Linked DNA regions of Gasterosteus aculeatus: region 2 is linked to region 1. A link is a contact called in public Hi-C data. All regions are on one chromosome and are shown on one strand. The core of a region is the stretch at or near the end of the contact, and the rest is flanking DNA. Distances in the headings are between cores, read along the strand shown.

The links. A called contact is a pair of places that touch in the nucleus more often than the background predicts.
Region 2: a contact with region 1 is called in a Hi-C map of tail fin, with 4 times the contacts expected there. The contact joins the enhancer-like site here to the promoter of ptprub in region 1. A contact is called at or near these places in 5 of 6 Hi-C or Micro-C datasets (liver, skeletal muscle, tail fin and 1 more).

The regions. Positions count from the first base shown.
Region 1 is chr20:11,509,700-11,515,795 of fGasAcu3.hap1.1, forward strand. ptprub (protein tyrosine phosphatase receptor type Ub) reads left to right here and starts at 3,057. Exons shown (of 29, transcript XM_078095254.1): 1 at 3,057-3,342. The coding sequence starts at 3,273. LOC120810248 (glucocorticoid modulatory element-binding protein 1) reads left to right here. Exons shown (of 10, transcript XM_040164647.2): 10 at 1-1,251. The coding sequence ends at 280.
Region 2 is chr20:11,709,429-11,715,595 of fGasAcu3.hap1.1, forward strand. No RefSeq gene overlaps it. Among protein-coding and RNA genes, the nearest start is that of paqr7b, 30 kb to the right of the region's middle. Within about 2 kb of position 2,028, at least 2 of the 9 cell types and tissues checked have open chromatin away from gene starts, as enhancers often do.

The DNA.
Region 1 (6,096 bases), core at 1,807-4,306:
CATCAACCCTCAGCTCTTGGCCCATCTCTCCGCCTCCGCTGTCCAGCATCGCCACTTCACGGCTGGCGGGGCGGACAGGGAGGGCCACGAGCTCAGGGAGACGGGGAACCAGGAGGCAGAGGACGTCTTAGACATCCACCAAGAGCTGGGACGGAGGACTGTTAGGCATCAAGAAGACCCCCGCCTTAGAAGCGAGAGAGTAGAGGAGACAGAAGGCGTGTGTGATAGCAACAAGGTGGCTGTAGGAAGGAAGGTGTCAAGGAAACATAAAAGTAAGTGAGGGAGAGAAACAACGTGTAACGTCTAAGAGCCTTTCTGTTGGTGAGTGACGGACACTTGAAATCATGAGTACATTTAGTGATTATACAACTATAAGGAAAGGAATTGTATTATTTTTACAATTTTCTGATATTTTATAGAGTAATCTGCAATGAACAACAGTAGACCGTAATCAATAATTAAACTAATGGTTATTTGCAGTCCTAAAACACAAACATATTTTGTCTACTGTGTATAGTTTTAGGAACAGTACTTTGTGTTTGTATTTTTAAACTTAATAAAGATCAAATTACATTTTTAAGAAACCTGTAGTTCTGTAAATACAATATTTGGTTCTATTTCTGATATTTGGTGATACTATTTTCCTTTGTCTGAAAGATAGCTGCAATGTTGCAAATGTTTTACTTTTATAACTAATATTTTGCAAGTTACGCTTGCATGTTGAATTTGATCAAATTTGGATTCGATATTTGAAGTATTTCTTCATCATTGTCTTTTTAGGCCTTTTTCATAGAGCTCGAGAGCCATCTAACATCTTTGCACTATAATGCTTGACAGTGAGAACTATACATTAGCTGATTGTGACTGTTGACAATAACATGTGCTGCAAAGACATAATGCAATTTTACTCATCTCTTTCGTTTTATTAAAGAAAGAATGGAACAGGACAGAAATACATAATGCACAGAAAAGTGACACAAATGGTCCAAAATGAAGAACAAACAACTTTATGTCTGTTACTTTAACACAAACAGCTTGTGGATAATAGTTGTAAAACGCTGGCGTTGATGACTTTGTGACGTGAACAGTGCTCCCTGCAGGAAGCCAATATATTAGACATGCAGACGGATTTGTTTTGTTTATCCTTCCTCTGAGTCACACATCACACCACACTTCTCATCTCTGTCACAGGATCAGCGATCCCCTGATGTGAATCCCTTTTACATTAAAAAAAAGCAAAGGGCATTCCAACAGCTGTCGTGTGATTTGCTGTTCATTTCCCTCTGAAGCTCCGCGCTGCATGCAGAGACCGTGTGATAGACAGCAATAGTTTGATAGCCAGCTTTCGGCAACGTCTTTTAGAACAAATAGTACGTTGTTATAAAATCTGCCTGTGCAGATTCAGTTGTTTGCGAGGAGTCATGAGTGGCAGGTGTTGAAATACTCGATGAAATGACTTCCATCGTAGTGCAGCTGTCAGTATAATGCTGATGCCTGTTCTGTTGTTGGATTCAAACAGTCAGTGTTTGGGTTTTTAACTGCAAATTAAATAACCCTGCATTTAAATGGATTAAGGCCAAAATACTCTTGAGTTAAAAAAATAAAATACTACTCTGTGCCCTGAATAACAGCTCTGAAAGAGGCTGGCTTGCCTCAAGCAGGTGTAATTACAGGTGTTAGCTTGTGCTTCTTTGGTTCAATTAGGTAATTTACGGAGCGTCCCATCGTTCATCTGTCATCTGGGGCTAACAGCATTAGAGACGTGTTCGGATATTTGAAGCATTTTAGATGCGTCAGTGGGCCCCCTGTAATTAAATCCACAGCTTTAATATTTGAGTCAAGACAACAAAATGAATGATGAATAGTTTGCATAATAGCATCTTGATCCAATTGGGATTCTAGGTTGGGCCAAGTTTTGCCACCAGCTTGGTTCATGCAGAGGGACTGCTGCATCAGCACCTGCAACAATATCACCGGTGATTCTCAGAGGCTGAGTAATGATGTAATGAAATGCAACGCAAGACAACTTGCAGCAATAGACTAGTGTCCACCAACTCATAATGTCGTACGTAACTAATGCTTCTGGATGCTTTTAAATGTTATGTAGGACTCCCACATGCCGGAGAAAACATTTCTACATGTCAAAGTGACTTGCTGTAGTTACACAACCATGAACATAAAAGTCAAGAGTGATTTGTTTCAGGTATACTTCAACTGTGAGAAGAACCTCATCAAATGCAAATTCAATGCACACATGTCAGACTGTCGAATGCATAGAGAAATATGCTTTGCACATGTCATGAGCAGGTGGGAAGGCGATGCTCAGCCATCTGTCCTGTTCCAATATAATCTTTTGTCCCACCTCTGCTGCAAAAAAGCAGCTCATATGAATCAAAACGTTGTATTTCGCTGTATTGATTAGACTTCAGATAGCTGATATGCTGTTTAAAAACGCGTGAGTATTTCTTAACCTATGCTGTCAAACTCATAATCCTGTAACTGTGCTGCTGGGTGCGTGTAGACAGGTTTTAAGAGTTTCTGAACTATTCTAAGAAATATTTAATAGCAAGCCGAGCCATGGATGAAAAGGCAGCAGTAAAGATCAGCACCTGATCCCCACCAAGATACCCGCCGATCCACAAAGACACTTTGCATTACATGTCTTCTTTAGCGTCTTACCCTTAAACACAGCCAGTCAACACCTTTACCAAAACTAGTCTGAATCCTGAAATATATTATATCGAGAGGAAGTTCTTGCCGGGACTAATTGGACAAGCTAATTCAATCCCAACCCTGAATATCTTTAAATTTGAAGTAACAAGGCAAGACTTTCCTTTAACCTGCAGAGATGCAGGTGTGTAACAGCACACACACACACACACACACACACACACACACACACACACACACACACACACACACACCGTGTTCCGCTCGGCCGACGTTTGAACATCACCGTGTCGTTGCGCGGTTCGGCCGCTTGGAGGCGCCCGGCTCACACTTTGGATCAGCGGGGAAATGGAAGCTGCTGCTGGAGGAGGGAGGAGGGGGGGAAGTGGTCCTAAGAAAGAAATCTCTCCCCTGAACTGTTTACCCTGACGTCAGTTTGCAGAACTAGCTCTGCCCTGTCTCCTCCAGTGTCTCCGAAACTCCCCTCAGTGAGGACGGGGACAGCGGACGGACTGCGCTGCGCCGCTCGAGCGCCCGGACGTCACGCGGTGAATGAAATGATTTCTTCTGCGCATTTTAAAGTGGACTAAAAGAGCCGCACGATGAACACCTGCGCCTTCCTGCTGATTTTGACTGTTCAGATCTACGCCGATGGCATTGAGGGGCCAACAGGTAAGGCGGACGTTCACCTCGATGTCCTCGGTGCATTTTGGGAAGTTTTAACGAGTGGACGAAGTTCACTGAACGCTAAAGTGCGGCGAGTTTGGTTCAGGTGGCAACTTTTATTCCTCGTTTCTCTCACGCGTTCCTGCCTTTATGTGCGGCTCTCCTGTGATGCGCTACACTTAATCCTTTCATCCTTTCACCCGAACCGATTGTCCAATTCTACAATAACTTTGCGAAGCTGTGTGTGCCATTCAGTCTGTATTTTCCTATAAACAAAACAATATTCTGCACTACGCTGCTTTCCTTTTCTTTCTTTTTTTTCAAGCATTTCTAAAGGTAGCGGTCAATGTTTCTCACATTGTGATCCAAAGTTAGAAATCAGTTCTTTCAGAGCGACAATTCCCCCCTTAAAACGCAATGAACCCCACGAGCTTCAGTTCATTCAGTTTAAATTTAGTCGATATATTAACGGTGAATCTCCTAAACCCTAACAGACCAAACCTGGAGCTGCTCCACACTGTCATGGTCGCATATCCGTATATGTGTGTGTATGTTTTGTGCTTGATTGTTAGAGGGCAAGAATGCATTTTTCAGATGAAATGCTTAAAATCAGGCCATTCCTGTGACATTTAGAAACATACTCTGACATTTTCCCATTTTCCAGTTTTTGAAATCCGCCTCATATCGGAGAGATGGAAAGAAAGGGGCGCAGTGGTAAAATATCTTTGATAGGATTGACACACGATAGACCCTGTCAGACCATTATTCATGTTTTCAACATCTCCTTTTATTCCCTGACTTCTGCCACCGTGCAATGTATTAACAGGGCCATGTTGGTCTATGATTTTCTTTAAAAGGACGTGGGCCTGTTTGAGTGTCTTTGTCTCATTAACATAACCCAAACCCCACCAGTCGTATTCCCCACTGGCTTCAACTGAAAAGACGAGAAACCCTAACGCTCTGCATAACACTTGCGACTTCAAGTAAACAAAGCAACAAAAGCATGCCGGCAGCATGTGTAAAGTCAGGTTGAATGGAGCAGATCATCATGAGGAATGGGCTGAGTCATGTGAAGGATTAAATCTCACACAGGTAATTAAAGGAGCTGAACGGAACATTGCCGCTCCACTCCGGCTGTCTACTGAAATCGACATGCTGTTGGCTTTTCAGTTTGTTTACTGGAGTGTTGCGAGCCTCGCCATCTGCGCCTTTACCGTCCTATTAGCGGCTAATAGTTAACGCCGCTTGTTTCCCTGGCTTCTGATCCCGTCGGCCCGTCTCCTTTTTAATGCTCCTCCACCTGCCTTCATCCTGTAGGAGGAAATGAAGGAGCATCAATGCACCCTGGACTTTTGATTAACACTCCTGTCGTTATTGCCGTGGTTGTGTGAGGACCACACCTTGACTCTGCACTCCGCTGGGGACTGCTTGCCTTTTTCCCGGGAGATGTAATCCATATTTTCTTTCTTGCTCCGGCCGCCGTCTGTCTGGGGCTGTCAGTTCGGGACAAGGGAAATTATTGAAGCCTGTGAAATATAGAGGCCCTCTGCTCCACGGGACGCATCACATCCGCATCATATTCTCTCAGACACAAAGAAGTTATGCAAGTCCAGTTTCCGGTTGTATCCCTGTGTGTTGTTGATTTTTTTTTTTTTTCTATACAACTCGATGTGACACCTTCACTCATTTGTCGTCTCTTATGGGAATCGAATGCTCGTTCACTAACCAGTTGTCTTCTCTATTAGTAGCAAATGCTGTCAACTGAGTGGTGTATTTATCCCCTGTATCATTCCCCTGTTTGAGCAAAAGTGAAGGCGGAATATCCGTTTTGCTTATTTCACTGAATAAGATAACACTTGGGTTGAAATGAAAAGGACTGTGAGGCCCAGACTGTCTAGTTAAAGCAAGGCATGGAATGAATCATTAATTCGGGCTTCACGTTTATTTTACATATAAACAAATTAGAACCACAGTGACATTTACCAAATAACCATTTTTGTAATGATTTCCCAGTAACAGGTGAACTGAAACACTGATACATGCAGCAAACAGGCAGGAGACAAACCCTTAAGAGATCGACAGTGATATCCAGAAGGCTATACCTAAAAGAAAAATGCCTTTGAGAATAATTTTTGGGCAAAATCATGTGGAAAATGTTCCCCTGCACCGCAGAGTTGCAGCAAATCCAGAAAGCGGAAGAGTTCCCTGCAGGAGCCAGGCCACCATCTCTGGATAGACGGTGGGGGCGGTAGGGATTGGTCCTAAATCAGACTCCTGAGAGGACTGGATGATTTCCATCTTTGACGAGGCAGTGATTCAGAGAGCAGATGGAAAACTTCAGCGATTCAGAGAGGGATTTATTCCGATACATTGTCGGGGTGTTTTGTGTTCAGCTGAGGTCCCAGCAGGACTCGTGTGTCGTCCATTCTCTCCTTAAGGCCTCGAGGCAGTGATTAAACAGGGGGCTGATGAGAGCAGTCCTCCGGTCTGCAGCGCGCCTCTCCCAGTTCCTGTAACCGATCCATTGCAATGTGGAGGACAGACGTCTCCTGATTGGCTCACTCATCCCACAAGACTGGATGATGAAATGCCTCCATCTAATGTATGTGTTGAAGTAATTACACCTAATGTCAACGCGCAGCGATCGGTACGCCTCACCGCTGGCGGCCCGTGACCAATCAGGCCCCTCTTCTGTCTGGAGCTGGTCTCATTTCTCACTTTTCTTGCATGCATCTCACCTTAGATTTGGCTCTGCTGAGT
Region 2 (6,167 bases), core at 778-3,277, 200 kb after region 1:
TACAGCACCGACTGAATAAATAAGTAAGGTAGACATATTTTCTAGGTCATGAACCTGAAGGTAAATAAAAACAGTGGTGGGTGGTTCACTGAGATCACTTCTACATCCCGCCAGCATGGAGAAAAACTGATTCAACCAGAGATGACTTACAGATCTCTCCCAATATTCTGAGGGGTTTTAGGTTTTAAGTCAAAGAGCTGCACAGAAAATAATATCTGCATCCCTGCAGACGCATTCATTTCGCTCTATTTAAACAGTTGACCACAAAATATTGATTGTTTTTCTGTTGCTGCATAATTCTGACATGATTCACCATCATGGCGTTCCAGATCTGCTGGTCGTGATGTGAAAACCTCTTTTAAAAGTCATCCAGGCGTTGGCATTCTCTGACTATCTAGTTGTACAAATGTGTGTAAGCATATAAAGCCCTGATGCCGAAGGGATGCAGGAGCACATTTTAAGTGATAGATGTCATCTGGTACTGCAGATAACACAGGAATCACATTTGAGCATTTTCACAGAGAGTAGCCGTCTCATCACCGAAGTGCCAAAGTGCACTGACGGCATGAACAAAAAAAAAGACAAAAAACAACCTGTTTTTCCTCTGGAAACAGATTTAACTGAATTACATTTCGCATGTGATGGAAACCAAGGACACCCACTCTGCCGTGATGTCTCAATGCCGATAATCAGGGGGAAAGCATTTATTTCCATTGCAGTACATTTCAGCCCACTTGCTCAAACTGACTGACTATGCTGGGCTGAAAGCATTAAATAACGACCTTGCTGACCATTACCACCAACATCCCACACAGGCACGTGTGGCTACAGAAAGAAAGAGGCACAACTATTGTGCCCCGTCGGTGGAAATTGCCATGCGTCAAATTTCCTTTCGCCTCAGTCCATTTACTCACTTGGTTCAGCTTGATTGATACTGCAGCAAACCATTCCCTCTTAATCCTATGCATTTTTAAAGAACTCATTTCCAATGGCTTTAACCATATTGCAATCAGGCAAAGATAGTGTTGCCGTGGCGCTTTGTGTTGATTCAAGTCAGAGGTCTTTGAATCATGATCCATTACAAAACCCTGCAAAGCAAAATAGAGAGGTAAAACACATTATTGTGTTGAAATGCTTGTACGCATATTTTATATAAATGTTTTGTGACAATATTTGTGTCAATGCACACTAGTTGCTAGACAATATTAGCATTTCATGCAAAGACGTTTAATCCAAGTACTTAGAGTAAGCTGATGCAGTTGCTCCTTTGCCAATATCAGTTGCATATTTCAGTGCACAGTAATCCAGGGAGAGCCAAAGACTGTTTGCGGGCTCTGCTGAATATTTTAACACCTCTGCGTATTGTTCTTGCACTGAAATTGTTGTTCGTCTTAAAATGCCTGTAGCAGCTTCATCTTTCAAATTGTTCCTCCTGTTGAGAAGAGCGGGTTCCATGGAATGATTTACAGATGGCAATCGACGAATTCTTAAAGAACGTGTCAGAGGAGATGCCATAAATACACCCATTTTCCTTTTGTATGCACAAACAGAAGGAGACAATGCACTTGGGTATTCTGACTCAGCACTTGCAGAGTTACCAGCTTAAAACACTCACAACTGACGGTCCAAGCAATGTTTATTATTTTATTTTTCAACGCTGAGCGCTTCAGAGCAATCTGATTGGAGACATAAATAAAGGCAAGTGCAGCGCCCCAAGTAACTGCTTTTTTATTAGTAGCATTTAGTGGAGAGGCCCTTTTACACTGAAAATGTTCAGCTTATTTTGTATGACCTGGGAAAGAAGATGCAACACTTGGCAACGAGGTTTCTGGTGCAAAACGAAGAGTTTAATTCGCACAAACGCAACCATACATGCTCCGATTGGTGACAGACCGTTTGAATTCGACAAGGACAAAGTCGAAACCGTGTGCATGCAGAAAAAAATCTTTCTCAGGTTCCCTCCATCTTCGTTTGGCTGAGAGCAAGTCTGAGCGTGTGACAGGCTCTTATGAAAAGTGTATCTTGGCAGGCTTTCTAATGAGAGGAGGGAGTGGTTGTTAGAGCTTGAGTCCTAAACTTATAGCAGTGGGAACATTAAGAAGTTGGTGTTAAATAACTGCAGATAGTCAGGAAAGGACGCAAATTGATATAAATGTTGTTGTTGGAAGGGTCAGGTCAGTAGGCGTGCAGACTGTGGACGTGCAGGTCGGGAAGGTTGTATGGAAATAGCTTTATCTGCCACATGGCAGATTAACACGCAGCCCAGGGCATCTACACACCCACACACACACACACTCATAAGAATTGTTATTTCAGTTGAACAAGTGTTTTTTTGTTGTTTCCAGAAAGGAAGCTGTTAGCTGTTAGCATATTCATTGTTGCAGCATTGTTAAAGAAAAAGCATTGTGCTTTCAGTGTCTACACTCTGCCCCATATTGGGTAGTTAACCAACCCAATGTGTTGCCCTCGGACACGGTTGATAACAATTGGTGGAACAACGTGAGAAAAGGCTGCTTGGAAAGACGGAAAACAGGAACGCAGATCCCCACAGGCGGATGTGTCCCTCCATTTCGACTGCTTTCCCTCTCGGCTGCATTTCTTTTACCTCCCCTTGTTTCTCTCGTCCTCGCTCTGCATATTCATGCATGATCTCAGTTTCACATCACTTGTGCACTCAGAGCCGTGGGTGTTGTCTGCCCGTGTTTGTTTGCATCTGTGCTTTTTTTTACGTCAACATCATTGTGTGCCACATCAGAGCAACAAGTTCTGCAACAACTGAGTCGTGTTTTAACAGTTGCACCATGCGGAAGCAGACAGTAAAGCGGGACATTCCATGGCCGTAAAGCTCATACCCGCACTGTTGAAGACCACGTTTAGACGACTTGTTTTTTATAGGATGGTATTACTGTACTACATTGGAATATTCTGCCACCAATAGTAACACTGCGCGTACATCCGCTCGTTGCCAAATGATACTATATATTCACTGTCTATAATAATTACCATATAACTGTATATTTTTTGCTCCAAGTACATCTTTATTCTCTGTACTTGTGTGTGATTCACAGCAGAGACAGATTTGTGTTTCTGATTCAGAAATATGGAGTTGTTTTCTTCCCCTTTTTTTATACATATTTGTGTCTTTAACATTAAGATCTCTTTCACAATAGACTTGTGAACAACGTGAGAAGAATCTTACGTCACAACAACACAATTCAGTCACACGAGGCAGTCATCCGGCACGTATACACATTTTTTTTAAATCTACAATAATTTGAAACCAATAAAACCTGACTGGGGATCAACCAAGACCGAGTGCATTAAAGTTGACATTTGAAGATCAGCGTCTCTGTGCTTTCTCCTCCCACATATCTGGACGCTTGTCCAGCAGCTGGTTTTTCCTGCAGCGGTCGAGTCTGACATTAACTGCTACTACCATAATTATTAGTAGTCCATTAGTGCTGCTGACACCATTACTACCTTTGCTATCATTATTATTCTGTTACAACCACTACAGCTGTTAATATTATACGCTATTTTAAAGGTATTATCTGGATTACTTCTACCACTATTTGAATCATTTCTGTTGTTCTGCTGCCGGTGAGAGGTTTCTGGGGCAGAGGATGTTGCACGTGTACAGATTGTGAAGCTTTTTAATGAAAATTGATGTGTGATTTGGGGCTTAGCAAAATGAATTGAATGGAAAATGTAATTATGTATTTATAATGTAAATCACAATGGGGCTAATTTCCTTCCATCTGCATCAAACTAAGATGTGAACCCATTAGTGACTGAACACTCCACTGAACAATACCCAAAATATATGTATGAATGAGGTGTGTGCATTATAATCAAAACGAGTGAAAAGCATCTTACCAAATATTATTATCAGTAATAGTATCAAAACCCTGGGACATATCTACAAAGCGTGCAGCGAAAAATTGCTTTTATCAAGCACTTCAATGGGACTATATGCTACAGCATCCTTGGAGCGGCAGCCTCATTTGCATGTTAGAATGAGGTTTTGAGAATCTCACAGCAGGGAAGTCATGTGAAGCAGAAACGAGTTATGGTGATGTTCTCCAAAGCCGAGGATGACACGTTTATTGGAATGTAATTATGTTCACCATCCCCTTTTTATAACAGGCCTTTGTCACAACGGCAATTGATAAATATGCTACAGCTCTTCTCCCGTTGTGATGCCAACCATTGCCTTTAATATTCACCGGTCAGCGGAGTGATCAATGATTCCGTTGCATCTCCCAGTCAATACAGGAGGTGTGCACGGGAACACCTCCTCTGTCCTTTACATGGGGCTTAAACCAAACACCAGTGTGCGATGGAGAGGTTGGCTATGCCTGCTGTCATGCTCAAGGACATTCTGAGAGTTGGCTAACAAAATGTCCATCACTTCATTTCGTGGCTGCAGCCTTGGATTCTTATGCTGGCTGGTTGATTTTTGCAAAATAAAATACAAATTTAGTCAAATATTTGTTAACGAAGAACCTTCCCATACGTCCTTAAGAAACTTTTGACTTCAAACTTCTTTTTAGTGATCAAACCAGTAAGATGTGTGAAATCTAGAAAAAATGAAAAACAGATGATGATGAAGTGTTCCAACCACGGATTAAAAAAAAAGCGAGATTGAGACAATGGCTGTCTGAATCCGTGTGAACGAGAAAGACAATAGTGTCTGGTAGGATTCAGGCGCTATCATCAAGCAAGCCTCTTCAATCCTTTCAAATTTCCCCCAAAGTGTGTGAGAAAATAATCATGAATACGAAAAGTGGCTCGGTATTCTGTCTGCTAAGGTGGAGATTTTTCTAGAATAAATGTTGATCTTTTCAAAAGAATACCTTTGACTGAGAAGTTATTTTATTCATTCCAAAGCCTTTTTTCTCTAATTGTGTGGCCTCGAGTTGGAGTTGGTAGCTGTCCATGAGCCCATTGCTTCCAGAATTCATTCGTTTTTTGTGCAATTCAAAACAGTGACGCATGCCGTTGCACTGAATACAACTTTCTATGCTGGGAAATGTGTTTCATAACATCTCTGTAAAATCTCATTTTAATTACATCATTTAGGTGAGTGTTTTTTGACATTAAAAAACAGCATGGAGTAAAAAGTAAGTTCTGGCATTTGAAGTAATTATTTCTCCTTTGCTCCATCTCTTTCTCTCACAAATGCCTCACCTTCTATATTCCCCAGACATGCATCTACGTTCTTCTAAGGAGAACAGGTCCCTTTGCCTTCATTAGGCTGCTGACTGGTTTCTCCTTCTTGCCCCAGCTCAAAGGAGGCCGAGCGCAGGCCGATTTAATGTAAAGTTAAGTGATGCTGAGGCTGCAGCAGCAATCAGTGTAGAGCACTAATGTCTGCAGAGGCGGCCCACACTCGCGTTAAAGAGCAGCCATTAGCCCCCTTTTTAATGAAGCACATCTCATTATGATATCTATTCTTTTCCCTTTACCTCAGTGAAAAGAAAGGAACTATCTTCCTGGCTTATACAGGTGACATTCTTGATGACAATATAGCTGCACAGGGACAGTTCAGCATCGGAAGCCAAAGCCACTTTGGCTTTACAGATGGCAAAACCATGAATGCATGATTTTAAACACAAAAACACGAACATACTGATCATAACGCTACACACTCTGGAACAAACTTGAGGAAAAAAGTAACTTAAATTCCTTTTAGCTTAACGATGGCATCCGAGTGAAGGCTGAGACAATGCCTCTGACCCCGAAGGCGCTATGGGGTCAAAACATGAGCAGCGTAAGAGGAGAGATGTCGAAGGGTCTCAGCAGACGGCTCTAGAACTAAAGGCAAACTGCTGACACCTCAGTGAAACAGGTCAATCAAAAAAAACTACAGTCCATTCCAGCCATTCAGCCTTTGCAGCAGGACCAGAGTGTGCAGTTCAGTGTGGAACCGTAACGATGTGAGGGGATTTTTTTACTGCGACGTCTTCACTGTTTTAGTCTTCTTGAGCAGAACTAGTTTTTCTCTGCTTAAACACAGATCCAAGCACATCTTTCCTGTGGTATTGAGAAATAGAATAATAATGACATGTTGAAGATGCCCCCCACAAATTTTACGCATGAAGTTGGGTTTATTTATCACAAGGATTACTGGCTTGTGAAAACAGTGGTTTGCTGTCGCTAATGTT